Linked DNA regions of Mus musculus: all the other regions are linked to region 1. Evidence: chromatin contacts called from public Hi-C and HiChIP or PLAC-seq data. All regions are on one chromosome and are shown on one strand. The core of a region is the stretch at or near the end of the contact, and the rest is flanking DNA. Distances in the headings are between cores, read along the strand shown.

Region 1 (3,927 bases), core at 373-2,872:
GACTATGAAAAGAACCAGAATAGCTTTAACTACGGACAGGCACAGCTTGACCACGATGAGGTGTAATCATTCCGTGACCTTGATTGTCCCTGGCACATTGGCTTCTAGTTCCAGTTCCTAGCCTAGTGCCAACTCAACAAGTACGTGTCCAATGAATCAGGGATGAATTGGCGTTGAGAAAGACACTTTACTTGGTTCTGCCACCACACGACAGAGCATTCAGTACCCGCAAGACACAAATGTAACCGGTGTCGGTATCAGTGTAACACAGGTTGGTATTGGTCAGCACGAGGCAACATTGCAGACACCGCTCAGAAAAACCGCATCTTGGGTTGACGGAATAGTACTCCCATGATTCCTTGGGAACAGGAGGTCTCTGGTGGGCGTGCTAAAACTGCTGCTCCCGCATGTCAATCAAACTGAGATTCCGTAAAACAATTCAGTCCTGTGCCTGGAGCTAATGAAGGGACAGGAGAAGCCGTTCCAGTTCCTTCCACCAGCCACGAACCCATCTCCTGCAAGTGTCAAGGACAACGCTTTCAACAAAGTCCCAACACACAGAAAGGGAGTAAAATGCTAATCTGTCAGAGTAAATACTTGTTCCTGGAAAAGGTCTGTATGTTTGGAAGAAGACTGCTTTCATTTCCCAGGGGTTTCCAGGACCCAAAGCTTTTGCATTGATCTCATTTGATCAGAACACTGTGCTATGGGCAGGGCAGAAGTTCCATCTGTGTTTTAAAGGTGAGTGAAGTGGGTCCTTGGGGTAGATAGCAGCCTGGGGGTCAACAGTGATGTCAAAGCAGTCTGACTCCTGACTCGGGCCCTTTCAACACCCCATCCTGATTCTTATCTCCAGATGGATGAAGATTCATTTGACCCGGGCTTACGGTCTTGGTGCTATCTCTCCTGCCTTCGCGATACCTGCCAAACTCTGTTATCTCAGAGACTTGCTATTTAAAAAATGGCCACCGAAAGCTAAACCTAAGGGGTTGGAAGGAAGGAAGAGACTGCTGAGAGATCAACTCTCTTTCTAGTGGCCCCAGTGAGGTTCATTTGCAGTTTCCGACGACGGTACCCACAGTGACTATCGTTTTCAAGCTACACTGATAAGCTAACTGTGAAACAAAGGAGCACACAGACTAATAAGAGTGTTTAGAGAAAATTAACATCTGGGCAATTTATTGCTAAATCTAAACTCCTCAAACTTTGCATCCAACACATTCTAATCGTAGCCTTAATTCCAATCTTTAAAAAAAAAAAAAAAAAAAAAAAAGCTTAACCTGTCTCTTCTCATAGCAAAACATTTACATAAACAACCCAGGAACTAATTTTGTTTCCTTGTTTTGTTTTTGTTTTTTTTTTTTTCCTTTATTCAGTTCCTAGGAAAAGGACTTGAATACTAGAAGAGGTGAACAGAAATGAATACCCAGCTTGCATCTCAATCATGCTGTTTATATGGATTAGTCATGTGCCAGCACCTCACATTCCTTACGTAGGTGTTCAATAATATTTGTTGAATGATTGACAGGAGCAATGAGCACACAGTGTCTTCGTCCCGGTGTGTGACTTCCAGCAGAGAAGTAGAGGGTCATGAAAACCATGGCCTTTAACAGAAAGGTTCTAGTGATCACTACTAAATCACCAGATGACTCAGGCCAGTAGGTCTGACTCACCCCACGGGGCTTCTCAACAATAGAGTTAAGAATGTAAAATCATCTCTTGAAGTTACTTCCAGGGCTAGCATTGCGTAGCTCTAGTTTGAAAAACTATCTGCCAAAGAAAAATATTACTCTCACCAGAAAATAAATATGATTGAAGAGCGGTCCCAGACAGAGGCTTAGATTTCAGCTTTAAATGTGTCTGGGGGGTTTAGAATCTTAACGATTATAATTGAAGACAATGAGGACTTCCTGGATCCTAACAGACACTGCTTTTAGCACATTATCACCTATTACAGCACCCTATAAAGGGACTGAGGTGGAGACACTGGAGGAGGCTCTAAGGAAAACTAAACTTCATATCTTATTCTCTCTCCCTCACCCACTACCTCACCGACTCCCCACCCCTGTTCTTTAACAAAGCAGATTTAGAAAAGGAAAAGGTATCTATAATGAACTATTTTGAAATTCCAGAACCTGGGGAAAGATGTCTATGAGTCTCTAAGCATACAAAAGAGAATAGCCTAGAAAAGCAAATGTGTGGAAGTGGGTCCCTGCACAGAATTCTGAATTTTTAGAGGAAGTGGCAACTCAAGCAAGAATTTCAAGCATGCATGCACACGCTTACAGACACACACACACGGAAAAGAGCTGAGATCCCAAGAAGTATGCTGCACCAAAGACCTCAGAGATGGTGAATGGATTCCCTCAGGTTCTGAGCAGAGTTGGCCACAGGAACAGGGTGCCAGGCAGAAACTCTAACCAATAGGAGCCCTGAAGAGGAAGAAGTACTAAAGCCCTGCAAAGGACTAACCTTTAACCAGCGTCCTCTGCCTGGGCCAACACACCTGGCAGTCCAGACTTGCTGGTACCACCGTATAGCACTTAAAAGAACCAGGCAACGGTGTGAGAGAGGAAGGACTCCATGGGCAGAGAGCCAGTAAGAGAACATAACAAGGGAATCATGTAACTCCAACTGTGATCTTCAAAGACTTCCTTTTTTCCCAATTCCTCCCACAGCAAGCCTTCCCATCTCTTTTTTTTTTTCTCTACAGAGGCACACAGAAATTTTTATCTAACATGTCCTAAAATACAAGCTAGATTGAAAAACAAAAAACAGAAAGAAAATAATAGACCCCACCTGAATATTCATATGTGAAGATAAGTTTTCAGAAAATTAAAATACGAAAATCTCAGTGTGGTGGTACACACTTAGGATTTCCAGCACTGGGTGTCAATCCAGTGAAGAAATGAAGGAATTAATAAACAAGACAAAGTGTAAGAAACAATATACCCATCTTTCCCATCACTCTCTTTGAAGTTACTGTCTCTTGTCTTGCCTGGCATCCTCAGTATACAGCACCTTTGTGTCTTTTCCTTCCTATTCATTATGTGGCGCCAAGGAGACCTTTCTGAGCGAAACCACACGCCACTGGCTCTTCTCAGATCCCTTCCTTGAACCTAGAACACAGTTCAGAGTCCTTACAGTGCCTTACAAAGTTTCGACTACTCAGCTCTCTCCCTCTGCAGACTCGCTTCCAGCCTACTTTTGTAGTTAGGCTCCGTGTGGTGGCTCTCAATCTGTGGGTCATGACCCCTTTAGGGTAGACTGACCCTCTCACAGGGGTGACCTAAGACCATCGGAAAACACAGATATTTGCATTGCAGTTCATAACAGTAGCACAATTATCTATGCCTTGGTGGGTGTCATTGCCTTACTTCCCATAGGCCAATGGTTCTAGGCCTTCCTAATGCTATGACCCTCACGGTACGGTGATCCACAACCATGAAATTGTTTTGTTGCTGCTTCAGAGCTATAATTTTGGTACTGTTATGAATTGTAATGTAAATAGTTTTGGAGACACAGGTTTGCCAGGGGGATTGCAACCCTCAGGCTGAGAGCCACTGTCCTATACCACAATGCTTCCTGATTGGGGATTTACCTCTGCCCTGTCTTCTAGAGGGTTTGTCTCTCCTTTCTGCCTATTTTATCTCCTGCACCCCTTCTCAAAGCCCCATTCTCCCCTCCCCTAACGTACACCCTTCTCTGCTCTCACCAAGTCCATACCTCATCTGTTCCCATAGCACTCTGCACTCATCCTTCACACTTCCCTCACTTTTAGGCTGATAGGTAAACATGTCGCTGGTGGAATTATTGACTATTGATAACCTGAATACATCTTGGAGACTCTATCTGTTCCCACCGTTGTTATCCACAGCATCTAGATCTGGGCAGATAAACGATAGGTCCTCATTAGCAGCATCTTCA
Region 2 (3,927 bases), core at 477-2,976, 250 kb after region 1:
TCAACAGACTCTCATGTAGCCTAGGTTGGCTTCAAGGTCACAATGCAGTCAAGAGAGCCTTTAACTTCTGCTCTTCCTGCCTCTGCCTCCCCAGTGCAATGATCACAGGCATGCATGATCAATGTCACTGGTTTATATTTTAAAAGTATTAACTTGATAAGAATTCAAATGATAGATAAAAATAACAGTAAAAAGTGAGAAAATTATTGTAGATATCATAGGATTATAGGTTGTAGAAAAAATTATGCAATAAACCACAGCTCTTACATGTACATAGAAAAAAATATTGAAAGTTGAAGCAAGAAAGCACTAATAGCAATCATCTATGAGTCAGTATTTTACTTTAACACATTACAATGCTATAAATAGGGCTGGAGAGCTGGCTCTGCTGTTAAAGGCTAGGCTCACAACCAAATATAGACTGCTACACACAGGTTACAAGTGATGAATTTTAAGATCAGAAAATGTAATCGACATCTATATCTCTAAAAGTGGCAATGAAAGCACAATGCTCCGACAGTATTTATGAGTAATACAAAATAAGCTAGATTACAGTTACTATCAGTTCCTAGTATGGCACTGACATGAGATGTGGCTCATAGACAGAGGGTAGTGGGCTTTTTTGCCTGGCAGGCAAATTTCATGCTTGTGCACACACAAATGCCAGGATAAGGCAGACACACTTCAACATCAGGTCCAGTCAGTGAAGGGTACGAAGAAGGTAGAATCTATTTCCTTAGATGCTAAGGACACTGTACTTGATAAGAGGGTAGGGAAAGACATGAGTTATACTTTAGGACAGCTGGACAGTGGTAGCACACACCTTTTATCCCAGTACTTAGGAGGCAGAGGCAGGTGGAACTCTTGAGTTCAAAGACAGCCTCGTCTACAGAGTGAGTTCTAGTATAGCCAGGGCCACACAGAAAAACCCTGTCTCAAAGAACATTAATTTCTTTGCTATACAAGTATAGTAAGATTCTTAAATTATTGTTTACCTTTTAAGTACTTGGTAAAGAGTAAATAGCCATTTAACGGCTACAAGTTACTGAGCATTGCTTCTCAATAGAAGCAATGTGTTTAGAAAAAGTTAACATGGAAACTATTCAAGAAAAGTTAACTTTGGAGGAAAATACTGACATTTCGTTAAAATCTAATGATCTGCAACCCTGCTAGTTTCAATGGGTTCAGAGTTAATATGGGTCCTAGTTTGAGGAGGAAACATACATATGATAGCATGTTTTCCTTGTCTATTTTTTGAAATGCTTAGTATTAAGAGGCTGTTTACAAAAAAAATAAATAAAAAATAAAAAGTCGAAAGTCTCAGACTCAGGCTTTGTTTCTCTGATGCCATACTGAAAGGACATTGCCAGAGAGGGCATAAAGTCCTTTCTGGTCTAGCCCTATTTGCTCTGGTCCTGTGGGCACAGCTAGGATTCCCCAGGGACAGGAACAGTACAGCGAGTATCAAATTAGTACAAGATGGAGAAGAAAAGATAGATCCAAGGTCTGTCCTTTGCAGATACAGTGACATCAGACTCCCAGGCACAGCAACAAGAACGGTGGCTTCTGCAGAGGGTGCAGATATAACGCCCTGGGCTTATTAAATCTGCAGTGTCTATATGAACAGGGTGGGAAAGGCTGTGAAGAAGGCCATGCCTTCTCCACAGGCCAAGGTGACTCATGTGTGCCCTGGGGTGGGAAAACTATCTATCTACTTTAAGGTGACTCATGTGTGCCCCAGGGGTGGGAAAACTATCTATCTACCTTACTATCAGCCATCCTGACGCAGGCCTCTGGGCTGGCATCTTACAACACCAAGTACCAAGAAACCCTGGCAACTTTCACAATGCCTGGTTAGGAAAGTGTATCTAATCTCAGTTGTAGTATCAGTGTGATTATGGGAGGTATTTTTAATCGCCAGAGAGGAAGTAAAAAAGGCTTGTCTTACCTCAACCGGCAGCATACAGGCTTACTTGTTCTAAGCTAAAATATGTGGAAAGGCATGGGCTAAAATAAAAATGACAGCCTGGGGCCCTACTTAGGACCCACAGTCTATCAGCACAACCCAGTGACCCCAAGAAGAGGAAGCGGCCCAGTGTGGAAAGACCTACATGCTTCAGTCTCCACCTGGACAAGGCTGTGGGCCGGCTGCACGTCATTGATCTACATAGGATGGACATTCCCAGAGACCCTCCACTCTGGTGGGAGCTAAACTCTGTCAGCAGTCAAAGAAAGTAGGAAGGAAGAAAAGTTGAGGACTCCACTTTTTTCTTTCTTTTTTCTTTTTTTTTTAAAGGATTTTCAAAGCAACTCCTTCAAAGGCCTTTTTATATTTATTTTAAGGAGACATTTGAATTTAAGTGACACTGTCAATCATTTCTTTTTTCAAATATGACAATGCTTTTCTACCCCTACCTTTATCCTCACGACTTGATGGAAATGAGGGGGAAGTTATTTTCTTCACTCAGGGGGGGAATAAATCACAGAAAGAACAACTGGGTAAGGGCAAGCTATTTAAATGCTTTATTTTCTCCGTTCTTTTTAATTTGGCTGTTTTCTATTTACTTACTATTGTCATGGAGGTGCTATGATCAAATAAACTTTAAATAGAGAATATACAATTTTCCAAAGCCATCTCGACTTTAAAGAAAATCCCAGAGTAGCAGAAAGAATAACAAAGAGAAGAATATGCCTAACTTTAACCTCCTTTCCTCAGACTCCATTAAGCCAAGATGTAAATTACAATTCTACCTGCGATACCCTAAATATCAATCTTGGTGACACTATCCTGTGTCTATTTTAATATTTAATGTTTTAAAATGGGTCTAAGAATACCTAACATACGAGCATCCCACACATCCTACAGACTCTGAATTTTTTTTTAAATGTAAAATCAAAAAACGCAGAGCTATAAAAAACGCAGTATCCCCTTTACTCCCTTCTAGGGTAGTGATCTGGGGTCTCATCCAAGAGGCTGGGCTTCTGGGCAGTAAAGGTGTATGACAGAGAGAGAGGGTTGTCAGGTGGCCCCTGGAGAGAAGTCCATTATATCTGTGGGGGTCCTGACATCTGGGTAATCTAACCCTTGTTACTGAGTGAATCACCTGTGGTAGGAGGGAGGCGGCGTTGAATAGAGGCCTCTTACGAAAGCAATTAAGACCCTTTAGGAAACAGAGAAAATGGGCAATCAGGATCGCCCTCCCCAAGAGCACTTGCTGGGGCTCAATCAGTTCTGAGACAGCCAGCTCCCAGTCAGTGTGTGAGGTGTGTGGCGTTTGCTACTTAAAACACTCCAAAGAGATGCTGGGCTCAGCTCAACAGAGCTTTCAAATCTCTTCTGGGTCCATGTTCAAAACATCCAGAGCTGTCACCCAGAGTGTGTAATGTCCCTGAACACCTGGGGACCAGACAGAACCGCAGTGTTACTAGAGGATGAGAAGCAAGACGGAATCAGAGCTACTCTGCCCAGAAATAAAAATATGACCCTGAGCTTCCTATTACTCAACGGCCAACATGGCAGTGTTGCGAGCTCCCAAAAATTACTTCAGTGCCTCTTTGACTTGAACAATACGAAGAGACATAAACAGCCCAGGCTGCTCCAGAACAGCTGCTTGTCCAATGTGATCCTGAATTGACCCAGCTACAGCACTCAGCATGTCACATGGAATTTACATGCCTCGCCACGGCCTTGAGGGCAGCAAACACACATCTTAATTTTTTTCCTTTGTCCCCCTCGTACTCAGGACTGAACCTAGAGCCTAAGGCATGCTAACTGTACGAGTACCCTTTTACGGAGATACATCCTTTCTATGTTGCAACAGGGTCTTAGAAAGCTCCCGCAAGCTTGTTTTGACCTCCCTGTGTGGTCCCCAGCAGACCTCCAACTGGGATCTTCCTGCTTCAGCCTCTGGACAGCTGGGATTTCAG
Region 3 (3,927 bases), core at 994-3,493, 180 kb after region 1:
CAGGCGAGTCCCAAATGGCGGGAGGAGGACTTCTGCCTTGGCTCTCCCTGCTGACTCCCAGCAGGGGCTGCATTCCCAGCCATCCCAACTCTGGTTTTAATGTGAAGTGCCTTTCCGTTCTCTTTCTTTGTCCTTGAGACCAGCACTGAACTCACTGAGGAAAAAGAGCCTAAGGGTTTACACCTGTGACCCAAACTTTCCATTCTATGCGAGGTTCTTTTTTTTTTTTTTTCCTGAAGCAAAACAATTCAGAGGAAGTTTCCAAACCACTGCTTTTCCTTAGGCCAATGGTCACCAACAGAGATGGCAGACAGAGCTTTGTAGTTTCGAAATATGACCCAAATTATGATTTTCACTACCCAGATTTCACCTCCACTTCTTTCTAAGTCTCTCCTGAGGCCATCGTTCCTTGGGTACTCAGAGAGAGCTAACACCACCAACATTGAAGCCTCTTAAGAAAATGGCTGAAGGTCGCCTGAGAGGACCAGCGGATGTCATTTCCTCTTGTCCCCTATATCCTGTTCTGTCACAGCTTACACGTAATACATTAGAAGAAAATTCATAGGAACAACTGAGTCTTGGATAGCTGCTTAGCTGCTTCAAAACAAAACAGTCAGGGGCATGGGTGAAGCCTCAAGGATACAGCATCTTCTACTGAAGTCCAGAACCCACAAGGAAGACAGCAGACATGACATCCTGCCTATGATACAAGAGCAGAGACAGGAGATGTCCAGGGCAAACTGGCTGGCTGGATTAGCACTCTGGCTACAGTGAGAGCCCGTTCATCCGAAGAACCTGGAGAGAGACACCCACTGTTAACCTCTAACCTTCGAAAGCAAGCACACGTGCATGGGTACTCACATATGCAAACAGACACACATGTATGAGCGCATATCACACACACACACACACACATACACAGGAAAGGTGGGAACATCAAGAAAAGGTAACAAAAACGATACACACAATCTATTAAGACAGAACTGAACATCTTAAATGAAAAGGAATGATATTCTCACCTGTATGGCTGCTACAACAGTGATACCAATAGGTATGCTAACACACCTATTGGGTATGATAACACTTGTCGTGGGACCCCACCCCTAGAGAAACAATTACAGGCAACTAAGGAATGCTGGGAACAGAAGAGAGTCTTCCCCCCAGAAGAGATCCCCAATCGGTTATCCAACACCAAGTGGTCAGTCCTGAAATCATATACATATAAGTAACACTAATGGTCTCAGCTCAGTAAGTTGTATCTATATAGCACAAGCAGACACACACACATACACACACACACGTACTCCTCACAGTTGTGTGCCTAAGTGTAATGTGTGTGTGTATGTATATGTGTGTGTTATACATATACACACATACACATGCAAACACATACACACACGCACGCACACACACTATATATATGTATATATATATATATATATGGCAAAATCAATAAATAAAAATGGTAGCTAGGAATGCTCAGTGGCAGAGTGATCCCCTGGCATGTGGTAGGTCTGAGTTCAGTATTGCAAACAAAATGTGTGTGTGTGTGTATGTGTGTGTGTGTGTGTGTGTGTGTACACTCGGTGGAAGAGGGGAGAAGGGGAGAGAAGGAGAGAGAGGTATAGAGGAGCAATGGCATGGAGCATGGGAAAGGTTAGAGGGAGAAAGAGAAAGCGGCAACAATATAACTATATCTTAAAATTTTAAAAATTGAAGGAAAAAAAAAAAAAGCCAGGTAGTGGTGGCATAGGTTTTTAATCTCAGCACTCTGGAGGTAGAGGCAGGAGGATTTTTGATTTCGAGGTCAGCCTGGTCTACAGAGCAAGTTCCAGGACAGTCAGGGAAGTGCAGTCTCTGCAAATGAAAGCAAACCAGCCAACAAGCAAACAACAACAACAACAAAAGGAGAGGGGGAGGAATGAAGAGTTTATTATTTCTGGCCCGACAATGAATGCTGCATGCACTCTAAGCCTCGCTGTGGATCTAGAAACAATGGAAGGTCATAAATTGTGCTAAGCTGTAATCTGTGTCAAAGGTGCAGGTATTAAACGCTGAGTCAGTTCCATGCTTTGTAGAGAGATAATACTTTATCCTCCCCGCCTACATATTCTCAGCAGCCAGCTAGGTCGGGAGAGAGACAGCTCAACAAGAACTGGAGACTGGGCTGGGGGAGATAGAACTACTTTCTCTTTCAAATTCCATTTTCAGCGTCCACACCTCAACCAGCTTCCTGTCTGCCTGTTTGAATGACTCACTTGTACGGGAACAAGGCAGGTGTCACTGGGCCAAATTTGAGGAGATGGAATGTGTACCTCTCCCAGCTCTGTTGCATAAGGAGTATTCTTGTGCAATCATCTTACAGAAACTTAGGATTGCTTTCCTGTTTCCTGCCGTAGTCTCTGATGCTTGCTTGCTTTTCTGTCCTTGCACAAATCCCTTGCTCTCTGGAAGAGATCAGTTGGCTTACAAAGAGCCAAGGGTGTGCTAGCGTGGTGAGTTTGGTAAGCAACAGAGAGTCTTCTCTGTTAAGATTTGATGTCAGTGTTGTAGAAAATGTATGAAGAAAAGGATAGAAGAGGGGCTATCCTAGGCTAAGACACTGTCTCTTTAAGCTCACGGAGGGGAGTGTAATGTTCCGTAAGTATTTCTAGTCTGTGTTCTTTGGTGGAACTTTAGTCCCCCCTCAGAAGGAAAAGCAATCTTTGGGAGACCACTAAAAGGTTACAGAGTAATTTACATTTAAATAGGTAATTACTGAACAAAATCGAAATATAAATCTAAAGGAATGATTATAATGGTCAAATTTGAGAGAGTCCCACCAGTGGAGAGGGCTTTCTCGGCACCTACCAAACCTTGTCCCTAAAGCAGGATGTGGGAGGAGGATGCCCTATCCCTTTAGAACTATAGGCTCTACATAAACACAACGTTCATGAACAACGAATCACCACCATGATATGAGTCCCCTTGGGTCCTCTTTCCAGTGGCCTCAGCATGGTGCCGATAGGTCTCCGACACCTCTCTAACATTGACCGATAGAGACAGGAAGCACCAAAATCAGAGACCTGATGGGTTATTTTGGCAGGATTTTATTCATGGCAAAATAACATACTGAGAAGGCTTAAAAACCTTCATGAATAAGGCTGGAGAGAGGGCTCAGTGGTTAAGGGCTCTTCCAGAGCACCCAGGTTCTGTTTCATATATATATCACACATGGCAACTTACAAATATCTATAACTCCAGTTCCAGGGGACCCAAGGATTACAAGATGGCTCTGGGAGTAAATGTGTTTACTACCAAGGCTGACAGCCTGAACTTGATTCTTAGGACTCACATGGCGGAAGGAAGAAAAAAAAAAATCAGACTCCTCTATGTTTCCAGCTGACAGCATGTATGTGTGTGTGTGTAATAATAATAAAGGATTCTAGGTTTCTATGAAAGAAATACTAGGTAAACATTATTAGTATCTATTTGAAATAAGTCAGTTAGGTAAACTCCGACACAAGTGGTACATGCAAGCAAGGACAACCCTGACAATCACAGACAGACATCTTGGACAGCTTTATTCACCCATGTACCTCCGTGAGCCACAAGCCAAATGTAAGATCCAGTCAGATTCTGTAGGAAGTGTAGGAAGAGGCAAGGCTGAGTGTTTCGACAGCAAAGTCCAGATGCAGGGCAAGGCGACTTCACATGGTATCTTTCCCAGGCAGAAGCAAGAGAAGCCAGAGACTCCCTACCCAAGCTCCTGTCCCTTGGCAAGGAGGCTGAATAGGATCCATTAAAGGTAATATAGATATTAAAAACGTACTAGGATTTTGTTTCTTCAGTGAGTTTATAATCCCTTTACAGCTATAGGAATATGACATTTGAGCCCCGACTTTCAAATGCAGTGCATATTCTTCTCTACTCATGATCTATGCATGC

The links. Hi-C and Micro-C count contacts between places; a contact is called where the count stands out from the background. HiChIP or PLAC-seq counts read pairs in DNA pulled down with a chosen protein or histone mark.
Region 2: a FOXA1 HiChIP or PLAC-seq map of pancreatic cancer cells shows a contact between it and region 1. The contact joins two enhancer-like sites. A contact is called at or near these places in 1 of 484 Hi-C or Micro-C datasets (nephron progenitors) and 2 of 115 datasets of contacts at active chromatin or transcription factors (bone marrow-derived dendritic cells and pancreatic cancer cells).
Region 3: a Hi-C map of pancreatic cancer cells shows a contact between it and region 1, with 2.3 times the contacts expected there. The contact joins two enhancer-like sites. A contact is called at or near these places in 1 of 15 datasets of contacts at CTCF or cohesin (the NIH/3T3 cell line), 3 of 484 Hi-C or Micro-C datasets (adipose-derived mesenchymal stem cells, nephron progenitors and pancreatic cancer cells) and 2 of 115 datasets of contacts at active chromatin or transcription factors (the NIH/3T3 cell line and pancreatic cancer cells).

The regions. Positions count from the first base shown.
Region 1 is chr17:62,503,214-62,507,140 of GRCm38.p6, forward strand. No RefSeq gene overlaps it. Among named protein-coding and RNA genes, the nearest start is that of Gm25800, 48 kb to the left of the region's middle. Within about 2 kb of position 1,623, at least 32 of the 459 cell types and tissues checked have an H3K27ac peak or open chromatin away from gene starts, as enhancers often do. A contact at or near this core is called in the NIH/3T3 cell line and pancreatic cancer cells, where this site is marked.
Region 2 is chr17:62,755,450-62,759,376 of GRCm38.p6, forward strand. All of the region lies in intron 1 of Efna5 (ephrin A5), which reads right to left. Among named protein-coding and RNA genes, the nearest start is that of Gm52303, 21 kb to the right of the region's middle. Within about 2 kb of position 1,727, at least 15 of the 459 cell types and tissues checked have an H3K27ac peak or open chromatin away from gene starts, as enhancers often do. A contact at or near this core is called in pancreatic cancer cells, where this site is marked.
Region 3 is chr17:62,685,373-62,689,299 of GRCm38.p6, forward strand. All of the region lies in intron 1 of Efna5 (ephrin A5), which reads right to left. Among named protein-coding and RNA genes, the nearest start is that of Gm52303, 91 kb to the right of the region's middle. Within about 2 kb of position 2,244, at least 90 of the 459 cell types and tissues checked have an H3K27ac peak or open chromatin away from gene starts, as enhancers often do. A contact at or near this core is called in the NIH/3T3 cell line and pancreatic cancer cells, where this site is marked.